Regions from separate parts of the Anas platyrhynchos genome. Here region 1 is linked to region 2. Evidence: chromatin contacts called from public Hi-C data. All regions are on one chromosome and are shown on one strand. The core of a region is the stretch at or near the end of the contact, and the rest is flanking DNA. Distances in the headings are between cores, read along the strand shown. Region 1 holds the start of SPPL3 (signal peptide peptidase like 3). Region 2 overlaps SPPL3 (signal peptide peptidase like 3).

Evidence for each region. Hi-C and Micro-C count contacts between places; a contact is called where the count stands out from the background.
Region 1: a Hi-C map of subcutaneous adipose tissue shows a contact between it and region 2, with 2.2 times the contacts expected there. The contact joins the promoter of SPPL3 here to the enhancer-like site in region 2. A contact is called at or near these places in 5 of 8 Hi-C or Micro-C datasets (F1 follicle, liver, skeletal muscle and 1 more).

The regions. Positions count from the first base shown.
Region 1 is chr16:8,024,254-8,029,741 of IASCAAS_PekinDuck_T2T, reverse strand. SPPL3 (signal peptide peptidase like 3) reads left to right here and starts at 2,729. Exons shown (of 11, transcript XM_027470105.3): 1 at 2,729-3,061. The coding sequence starts at 3,039.
Region 2 is chr16:7,974,312-7,979,809 of IASCAAS_PekinDuck_T2T, reverse strand. SPPL3 (signal peptide peptidase like 3) reads left to right here. Exons shown (of 11, transcript XM_027470105.3): 7 at 4,801-4,907. Among named protein-coding and RNA genes, the nearest start is that of ACADS, 20 kb to the right of the region's middle. Within about 2 kb of position 1,444, at least 2 of the 8 cell types and tissues checked have an H3K27ac peak or open chromatin away from gene starts, as enhancers often do. A contact at or near this core is called in F1 follicle and subcutaneous adipose tissue, where this site is marked.

The DNA of each region.
Region 1 (5,488 bases), core at 1,480-3,979, 49 kb before region 2:
ATCTACATGATGAATCTGCTCTGGTTTTCTTCCCACCTCCATTATAAAGGCATCAAGACGTGGTTAGCCAAATGTCATCTAATGACATTTAAGCTCTTTGGAGATGAGGACTCTTTGTAGTCAGTACTTTCATCTGATTCTCTACCATACTTGCCTGTCTGTGTTCTGGGAACTACATAAAAAAATACAATATTTTTGTTTACTGCTAGTTTTGAAATACTTTGACAGGTCTAGGTAGTGCATCAGTCTGCATCAAAGACACCAGAAAGAACAGCTATTTTGGAAGGGCTTTGTAATGCCAGAGTAAATTGTCACTGAAATTCAGAGTAAAGCTCCCTTGTAGGTCCAAAGAAAATATACACTAAAGAGATGCTGGAAAAGCTACCTGCAAAATGCAAGCTGTGCTCCCCTTTGGAGTGAGGGCAGATGTTGAGTCTGCGAGGAGGAATAAGTTTCTCCTGTGAATTCATCTGACCAGTGTAACATGATGGAGCAACCTTGCAAAACCATTTAGTAATTTACACACAAAGTCTGAGATGCTGGAAAAAAATATACTTCAATGCTCATCAACCAAGGATCACTTTTGTCAAATTAATGTGTTGCAAGTTTTGCAAAACTGACAAACTGGAAGCTATTTCAGTAAGGGCACAAAGCAGGGATATTGCTTTATAGATATCAGTGTCTTTTACATTGTCTCAGAAAAAAAACTAAGAAAGGATATTTAGTATCAAGACAACATTGAAACATTGATTTATCTTTCCCTGCATTGATTCAAAAAGTCTTCTCTCTTGCATTTATTGTATCAGAACCATTGAAAAGGGTAGTATAAGCACACATCCCAAATACTGGGATAGCACCACAACAGAGTGAAGATTCCAAATTATTTGTCAGTTTTCTAGTTGTTACTGTAGATTCTTCTGCTGTGATAAGGAAGGAGAAAGCAAGGGGACTTCTCCATTGTGCAAGTCCTATCACTAGTCTGAACATTTTTAAATTTGAAACAGGGAAAACCCTAATTTCCATGCAAACTGATCAACCAGGCTATGTACCCTACAGCTCAAGGTTATATGCATGACTCGCTCCTCTCTGTTTATATCCTATCCCCCAAAGCTTTAAATCTTACTGAGATAAGCACAAGTATTGTGTATGGGGTGTAAATTGGGAGATATATGGTCAGAGGAAAATTATTTGCAAGGTAGCCTTGCCTGAGCTGGGTGAGAGATGTTAGCGTTGCTGCCTGATCCTTCCCCAACGCATCGCAGCCATGACTGACCCCAGCAGGAATCCCACTAAGCCAGTCGGTCATGATGCTTTGATTATTCACACCACCTGGTTGATAAATCCAATTCCCAAGCAGATTTTTCTAAGCGTCGGGAGCTCTAAGGTCATTCCTGTCCACAATATAAAAAGTGCAGAGGATTTGTATGTTGAGGTGTGACAACACCCCAAAGCTGTGAATCACTTGTAAGACTCCAGAAGAAAACAAAGGGGAGAGAAGATGACTTCCTTTGACTTCCTTCCATCTCCAGTGCAACTCTTCACCATGTTTTCGATGCATGCACAGTGCAGAGGCTTTTGAAGCTTCTTGCTAAATGCTTGTTTAAAGTTAAGCACAAGAATCCCTGGCGTTCCCTCCACCAGTAACTCTGCATCTGCCCATGCAACATCAGTTGACAGTGCCCCTACACTTCAGGTGGCTGGAGCACGCTGCCTTTCCTCCTTACTGATGAGGAAACCAAGCTAGCAGAGAAGCGAGCCACCCAGGATTACACAGAACTGAGAAGAAATTATTTGTTCTCAGCTTTTAATCCTGTCTCATGACTACACACAAGCCTAAGCTGTTTGTTTTTTTAACCCCCAATTAAGAGAATAACCCAGGTGAGCAAGATTAAGTCACATATTCTATCCACCACTAATAAAAATAAGCTCAGGTGGGCTCCAGAGGCCATTTTGGAGCCGTGATGCACCTGTAGGTGCACGGAGGCTGTCCCAACGCCCATTCATTTTTCTGAAGATTCTCGCGAAGTTATATTAAGGCACAGAATTTCTGCATACCTCGAAAAAAAAAAACAAAACACCAACCCCAGCCACCTATTTTTTTACCAGACCTGGGCGTTCTTCTCCTATTTCGTGCGGTTCCCTCACCTCCAGCTGCGAGCTAACCTCGGCTCGCCTCCCTCCCCCGCCGCGAGGAGCAGGGAGCGAGGCCGCCCCGCACCCAGCGGCCCCGAGCCCAGCCCCGATCCCGGCCCCGAGCCCAGGGACGCCCGGGACCGGCCGGGGGCAGGGCCCCGATCCCGGTGCCCCCGGGGCAGCGAACCCAGGCTGTTACCGACCCGGCAGCGTTCCCTGCTCGGGAGCTGACACAGCCCGGAGGAACGAGCCTCCCCCAGCACCCCACCACACGGGGGACACCCGAACCCTCACCGCCCCTCACCCCGACCCTGCGGGACCCCCTCCGGGCTCCCCCCCCCCAAAATCCTCCCGCCCGCCCAGTATCGGTGCGGCCGGGCCCGCCAAGCAGCGCCCCCCGCCCTGCCGCACGCATGCGCGCAGCCCGAGGGAGGCGGCGGCACGTGAGCGTGTTGTGGGCACGTGACCCCGCGCGGCCCCGCCCCCCGCCCGTGCGCGAGCGCGGGTTCGCGGCGAGGCCCGGCCCGGACCCCCCCCCCCCCTCCCTTCAGCCTCTCCCCCCCCCGCCCTCCTTCCCCTCACGCCTCGCCCGTCCCCGTCCCGCCCCTCCCCGCCGCCGCCGCCGCCTCCTCCCCGCCGGCCATGAGGCCCCGGCGGCTCCTCAGCGCGGCCCCGCGGCGCGGCTGCTGAGCGTCCTCCTCCTCCTCCCGCCGCCATCGCCCTCCCCGCCCGGGCGGGGACCCCCCCCCCGCTCCCCTCCCTCGCTCCTCACAGCCGCCGCCATGTTGGGCCGCCAGCCGCAGCGGGGCCGCCGCTGAGCCCCGGAGCCTGCGGGCGGCCAGGAGGAGGAGGAGGAGGAGGAGGAGGAGGAGGAGGAGCCCGGGGCCGGCCGGCCTGCCGCAGCCATGGCGGAGCAGACCTACTCCTGGTGAGGCGCCGGGCCGCGCTGCGGGCCGCGGGGGGGGGGGGTGATGGGGGGTGTGAGGGGATCGGTGTGAGGGGGGGTCTGTGAGGGGAGATCTGTGAGGGGATCCGGTGTGAGGGGATCTGTGAGGGGAGATCTGATGTGAGGGGATCTGAGGGGGGGGGGGGATCCTGTATGTGTGAGGGGATCTGTGTGAGGAGGGATCTGTGAGGGGAGATCTGTGAGGGGGGGGGGATCCTGTCTGTTTGAGGGGCTCTGTGTGTGAGGAGATCTGTGTGAGGGGGGGGGATCCTGTGTGCGAGGCGATTTGTGTGTGAGGGGCGATCCTGTGTGAGGGGGGGGATCCCTGCGTGTGAAGGGATCCTGTGTGTGTGTGTGTGAGGGGATCTGTGCGTGAGGAGGGATCCTGTGTTTGCAAGGGGATCCTCTGTGTGAGGAGGGATCCTGTGTGTGGGGTGCTCTGTGTGTGTGTGGGGTGCTGTGTAGGGCTGGGGTGCTGTTGGGGGATTGGGTTGTGGTGCCCTATGTGTGTAGGGTGGCAGTGCTGTGCGTGGGGCTGGGGTGCGCTGTGTGTTTGGGGTGCTGTTAACGTGTGTGTGGGGTTGGGGTGTTTGTGTGTGTGGCATTGGGGTGCTCCGGGTGTGTGGGGGTGCTCTGTGTGGGGTTGGGGTGCTGTGTGTGGGGTTGGGGTGCTGTGTGCCCAGCTTCTCTCCTGGCCCTGGTGCCTCACGGCGGTGCTGGGGCTGCCCGGAGCAGAGGATCTCCTCCGGCCTCCCCGTCCTGGGGCTCCTCGGGGTTCCTCAGGTCCCCGGGGGCTGCCCGGAGCTCAGCACCTGCCCTCCCCGGCTGTGTAGGGCTGGCTGGGCCCTGTGTGTGTGCGCGGGGGGGCTCGCCCGGTGACAATGGGCTTGTTCTGTGTACAGGAAATAGAACGAGGAGGAAGAGACCAGTTCCTGTGGGAAGACATCAAGTATAGCAAATCAAAGCAGAGGGCATTTTTTTCGGCGTCCTGACACTGTGTTGGGCCTAGCCGGCGGTGGGTTGAGGAGCCGGGGGCTGTTTTCTTCATGTAATGCTGGGTTTTTGGTATTGTTGAGGATTGCAGCCGAAATACGTCAAATGATTTTTGAGTGCATCCGCTCTCTTGACCTGGCCACTGCAGAGATTTGATTGTGATGCTCTCGCTGCATTTAAAATTCATTCTAGTGATAACATCCAGGGCTGTTTCTTGCAGATTTTTTTTTTTTAAGAGTTATGATATTCTTACTAAAACAGGAGTTAAATCTCAACTTTTGACCTTGGTGTGTGCTGGATGTGTAGATGGGATTTCTATTCTAAATAGTTCTGGAAATATTTCCTATTACTTTTAAAACTTGGGAGCCAGTGGGGATTTCTGTCCTGCCACATGTTGAGACTTTGACAGCCCCCAATCCTGTGTTCTGTCACTTCTCTCTCAAGAACCAGTCGATGTATGGGGCTTTTGCTCCTGGCTAGGAAGAGGATTAACTCTTCTTTAGGTCAGGTTCATTAGGGAAATGAAGCTGGGATTTAAGTTTTTCTGTGCTGGTTGTTAGACGGATCCCAAGAGCAGCAGCTCTTTGTTGCAGATCAGGTTTGTAGCAGAGCAAGGATGTGAGTCTAACATCTCAAAACACTGTAATTTTGTCGTGTCTGTATTCACTGACGTGTCCTCCTATTTTTGAGGTTTCTGTCACTTCCCATTTAGCCCTGTGATCAGTATTATCTGGAGGCTGCAGAAAGATCAAAATCCAGTTTCATCCTAAGGAATCCTGCCCTGTAACTTGCGCGCTCTTGTCTGCGTACGTGTTTAATTACTTACACTTCTAGCAACACTCTTGCATTTGCTTATTTTTAATTATGGCAATACAGCTCCGCATAAAATTGGCTGGTGCTTTAGTGCTTTTAGGAAAAGTGGGCATGTTAAGTTGTCGGCTAAGGAAACCGATAGCTCTATAAAGGAATTTGTGCAGAACTGTGTCCAGTAATTCGTGCTGCTGTACAGTTTGGAAGTTGGCAGGTTTCATCCTGTCCATTTGCTGGACCCAGTCCTTTTTGTGTGTTGCAAAGGCAGCTTTCTCAGAACGAGCACTTTTTGTGTTCCTCGGTGTCGTGGGTAGCTGCTGTCAAGATGAAGTGTTTTCAGAGATGTCAGATCAGGTATTTGACATCAAGAAAAATCCTTTCATGTACCTACCTTTGGACAGATGTAAATTGAGAGTGAGGAAATGGGTTCCTGGCCTCAGCAGTGCTTCCCTTTTGTCCAGAAGTCTGAAGCTTGATTGCCCCTTGTAGTGCAAAGCTATCAACATTCATCATCAAATCACTGCAGGTTCATAATAAAGTTGTTGCTCTCCTTTTCTGAATTGTCTCTGATGTGTTAGAAATACCTCATAAAATGTACTTTCACGC
Region 2 (5,498 bases), core at 195-2,694:
TTTGGTTCAGATGATCAAATAATTTGTTGTGAGACAGTTCACAGTAGCTAGCTGTCTTTGATCTCTTTGATGCATACCAGTTAGGGTGGTGAGATGGGTGAAGCTGGCAGGCGTCCAGTTGGCTTGAAGGGGTGATTTATTTATTTTTTTTCCTTCTGGTTGAACTGAATTTACAGCTTGCTGTTCCTACAAAGAGCTTTCCTCCTTCCCTCCTGCCTTACAAATCTCTTGGGCTAGCTCTGGCATTCGTTTAATCACAGGGCAAACTGATTCAGCTCACTAGAATGGCAGTGCAGTCTTTTGCCAGGCTATTTTTCTGCTGCTTGCAGTGAGGTGAATTGGATTGTTGTGCAGTCAGGAATGTGCTAAATTTGGCAAAAGGTAAGTGGTGAGAGGACGGAGTGGATATGATAGCAAAGGGATGAAGGGGTAGCCAGGAGCAGGACCTCCGCTCCTCAGCAGTGTCAGGCAGCTAAATTGGCTGAAGACATGTCGTGAAGTGGCACCCTGAGGTGGTGATTGCGTGAGGAAAAATAGCTGGAACAGCATTACCTACCCTTGAATTTGCTTCTTGTGATAAAAAAGCCTACGTCCCATCAGCTTTCTAGCTCCTCCTAAATGAGACAGCAGCAGCAAGTCCTTAGCACTGGAAGCTGCCATGGCACCTTGAGTGTTTCTCTTGTATATGGGGATTATGTTTCATTCATGTTTTTTGCTGCTGCAAAAGCTCCACCTATTATATACTAGGGCGTACCTTATAAAATACTCAAATAAAAATACTCAAATAAAGAAAAAAAGAATAAAAATGTGGGTGGTGTTTGGTTTGTTCAAAGCAGACTGGCCCACCATGAAATCAAGGGTGCTTGTCACTCTGCAGTAGCTACGCAGGTAAATGTAACTTCAAGCGTGGATTTTGACACAATCTGAAAAGACTTGTCTACCCTGAGAAGCTGACAGAAGCATTTACTTAAAATGGTTATTTTTGTGAGCACTTCACTCAGAAATAGCGGGCTGTGAGATAATTGCAGAGTACTGAACTGGCACAGAGTGGCTTCTGGGGTTTATTTCCCTGTGGTTGTTTATGATTTACGTGTAGCTTTGGAGTATTTTATGTATTTTATATTAAGTGAGATTGTACAATATAGGTAAGCCTCCTTTAGTTTGTTTAAATGCAATTACACCGACATCTGTCAGTGACATTGAGCAGAGAACAGCATTTATTGGCGTTCATCAGAGGACCGAGCCGGTTTACTCCTCACACTGTACTGCTGCAAGCGGGATCACGTCATCTCTGCCTATACCCTTCTCCTCTCTGTAGCTGCATACTTGAGACCCCAATTCACCTTGTTTGGAGCGAAGCGTGGGCAGGAGGTGGTGCTGGGTAGCACAGGCAGGCGGAGAGCTCGCTAGCCTTTGAGGCTGTGTCTGCTCGCGGCGCTGCGATCCAGCTCCTCCCCTGCGCGTTGATCTTTGGGTTTGCTGTCAGCAGAAACGAAGCAGATGTTGTGAATGTGCCTCGCATCGCCCGGGCTGCTGGCTGGAGGGAGAAGTGGGGCAGGGCTCGTTGTGCGGTTGGCTCTTTAGGAGAGAGTATCTCTACTTCAGGGCTAAGTAAAAAGGAAGAGAAATACTTACTGGCCTTTTCCATTTCCTGCAGAATCGAGGTAGAGTGCTTCCTGCCAGAACAGCCTTCATTGTGCAAATACCACAGTTCCCTCATCTCTCCAGCAGCTGGTCAAACTGTTTCTAAAATCTAGGGATGTTATCAGATAGAATGAGGAGACGTTGTCTCCAGCAGGTTGCTGTGGCCTGTGATGATGTACCTTCATGGGTCTTGAAATGCTGGTTCTCAGGGGGGACGGGCTGATGACAGAATCATCTAGAGTCATTGCTGTCAGCTGGGAAAACTCGCTTAGAAGCTTTCCTAAATAGTAGGAATACCCAGAGATGAAAAATGGGAAAGCAGTAGATTTATGCATATCCACCCATAGCTATGGGGCGAACTGAAGAGGCTGGGATGCCCTGCGAACTGCTACAGGCATTAACGGCTGCAGCAGCTGGGCAGAAGCTGCTTCATGATGCGTGCTTGTATTTCTGCTTTTTAAAATACACGTTGAGGGTTTTGTAGATACGCAATTAGATCAGAACTTCACCACCTATTTGTTTCAAAGGTCAACTGGTGGCTTGTGGGGAAAGCTTAACCCCTGCCAGTTTGCATAATGCTTTGTAAGCGAGAAACCACAGCAGCAGAACCTCGGTAGTTTCGTCTGTTCTGGCCGCACTATCGCAATAAGACTGAAAAATACTGTGGCTGAGAGTCTCATCACATACACAAGAGTATTGTTAATCTTCAGAATATCCTTGTTCCATATGAGTGTGCTTGCAAGGACTTAGAAGTCAATCCATTCACTTGATCGAAGGTTAACCGTTTCAGTTAATGCTTTCACATTCAGCTCTGAGGAGCAGTGCAGCAGCACTTCCAGCTGAGCTGCCGTTTGCACGGTGTGCTCCCCTTCTTTCTGCCTCTTTAACTTAGAGTGCATTTCAGTGGAGATCGGCCTTATGTAGTTTGTCAGCACCATGCACAAACTTGGGTATGGTTGACTTGGTTTCTAGTGTGATTTCTGAATTTTTTCATTGGAGAAGGAAGCTGGCTTCATTTTACAGAAGCACATTGGTGGCTTGGCTGCACTTCGGCCTCTATTACTAACACTTGCTCTTGGGCATTCTGGCTTTATTTTTGTTTTTTAAACTTACCAATATTTCTTAAAGCAGTTGCAAAACTGCATGATTATTAGTGTGTGCGTTTCACTCTGATGTAAAGGAGTTTTTTCCATTCCCTTTTAAATCCAGTACTTGCTTAGTATGATGGAAGTGTGTTACATATGTGTGCCTGTGTTCGTTTCAGTGACACAGAAATTGAGTGTGTGAACAATAGCTAAAACTCCATGTTGGTTAAAATATTCCCTCTTCTAGTTAATTATAACCTGGAAATCCTCTCTTGAATATAGGCTAACTTGAGCTATTATTAGCATTGGCTTTAGAGAAATCTCTTTGATTTAAGACAGACTGTTCCCTTGTATTTGCTCCTCTGCCAGACGAAGCCTGTAACTGAAGGCTCTATTGAATTACTGAGAGCAGTTCTTTTTCTTGCTGCTTTACTGTGTCAAATTCTTTAAACCTCAGTAATTTGCTTATGTTTTATATCGAGTTGCAATTATGCAGCGTGATTTAGGGTACATTTTTATCTGAATAATCCTGTTACTTCATTAAAACTAGCAGCCGTGCCACTTGGAGTTACGTTAAGCTTGTCAATTCTCAAAAGGTAAGGTGGGTTTGGCCAAGTCCTGGCCAGGATGCAACCCCTGGGCATTGCAGGCGGCCACCTTGGCAATTGCTTTGTGTCAGCTTTTTCTCTGAAATCTGCACTGAAATGTTTCCGTAGTGTTTTGATGGAAGAACTCCACATCTTACAGATGAAATGCAAGCGTAAAACATTTTTACAGTTCCATAATTATAGCGTTACAGTGTTAACTCGTGAGCTTGGCGGCTCAAGCTGTCAGGCTGGTGGGCTTGTACTTAATGACTCTATTTTCCCTAGGGTTTCACTTGGTCAAAATAGGATCTGATTTTTTTTTTTTTTTTTTATGAATTCTGTGGCATGTTAACTGAGTGCATTTTTTTTAGAAATGTCCGCGTACTTAACTGAAATCTGGTCCCAACAGGGCTCTGTTATTCCTCGTAAACAGCAGAGATGAAAGATTTTGGTTTGGTTTGTTTTTTTCTCTAGGGATTTACTTGTAACCAGCTGAAATGTATTTATAGTCCGCTGAGTGTCTTTGGCATCTAAGGTTAGACTCAAAGAAGCAGGAAATCACAAATATGAGAAAACTGGGATTTTTTTTTTTTAGTGTGACATCTTAGTTTTCTACTCTGACAAAATATATAGGGAATTTGATTAAAACTGCAGAGAAAGGGCTCCCCTCCCTCCCCTATCTGAACATGCAAGTTACAGTTAAGGTTTAATTTTGCATTGCACGTGTCTGATCATGGAAGAGAACTGACAACGCTGAGCGTGCAGCAGCACTCAGGTCAGCTTGTCAGTCTGACTGAAAGCTAGGCCTTGGGAGAGAATTTAGAAGACTTGCCTGCATTTTTTTTCCCATTGTTGGGTAGGCTTTCACATTTATTAATTGTTACTGGGAAATCCCTGTGTAGCTAAACAATTGTACCCCATAGTGTTTGGGCAGCCTTGCACAAGCTTGTTCAAGTAGCGGATTGGTTTGAGTGGTTTCTTTGGCCATATCATGTCATACTACCATGCTGATTTCTGAAGTAAGAGCCAAGCATTTTATTTACTTATTTTACACATTTACTGTATAACCTCCTGGCAGTGTAAAAGTAGAGTTCTCTGTTTGGTGTTTGTTGTTCTCAAGTGGCTTTCACAGGGGAGATCGTGTCTGGGATGCTTGTCATGAAAATGTTTCTTTGTAGTGGATGGTAGGAGTGGAGTGCAACGGGTAGTTGTGTCTGAAGAGGTATTTCTCTTTGTATGGGGAGGTGTTCACAGATGGCTACATTCCTGAATGTATTTTGTCTTTTCTTAACTCTGCTAAGAATTTCACTTTCTGGAAATACTAGAAAATATACTGGAAAATAATCTAGTGAGTGCAGTGTTGCACAGTTGCAAACAGGTTTTTTTTTGGTGGGGGGGGGGGAGTGTTGGTTTGGTTTTGTCATGGTTGTGTTTTGTTTTTTTTTTTTCTCTTTAATGTACTAATTATGTACTTGCATTTGTAGCTCTGGCTATGGGCCTGTGTGTTGCAATGATAGCCTTTGTCCGGCTGCCCAGCCTGAAGGTTTCCTGCTTGCTACTCTCCGGGTTACTAATTTATGATGTCTTTTGGGTAAGTGTTTTGTTTTGTTTTGCTAAAACTGTTCTCATCGTTTGGATTTGTAGTTGGCTTTGGGCCATTTTTACACGAGATGTACTAGTATGAAATCGATGAGCTTCATTGCTCTGTTCCGAGAAGTTAAAGTCTGCAGCAGAATACAAAATGATCTCCTCCCTAATTAGTTAACAAAAGCAGGAACAATATCAGAATATTTCAACTTTGGCATATTGTAAGAAAAAGTTAGACCTCAAATTTTGAAACCTTGGCTGCAGATCAGAATAAGTGTTCCCAAGTAAATGGGAAGCCTTATCCACGCTCGTGCAGGACGTGCATGCCAACTTCTGATTAGCAGTGGAATCTGCAAAACAGAAATGCAAACTGATTTACAGCCAGTCAAGTTGGCATAAAATCTTACAGCAGTTTTACAAGAAACCTGACAGAATGATGTCCTTTGTAATACTGAAAGGATTTGGTTTTACCTTTGCATAACAGCGAGCACTGATTCAGGAAGGCACTTGTTGACAGCTCTGGCATTGAGTCAGTTTCCCAGCACGATGAGCTGTAGTGTAAAGGTCTATTTGAAATAAGTGTTGCATCATGCAT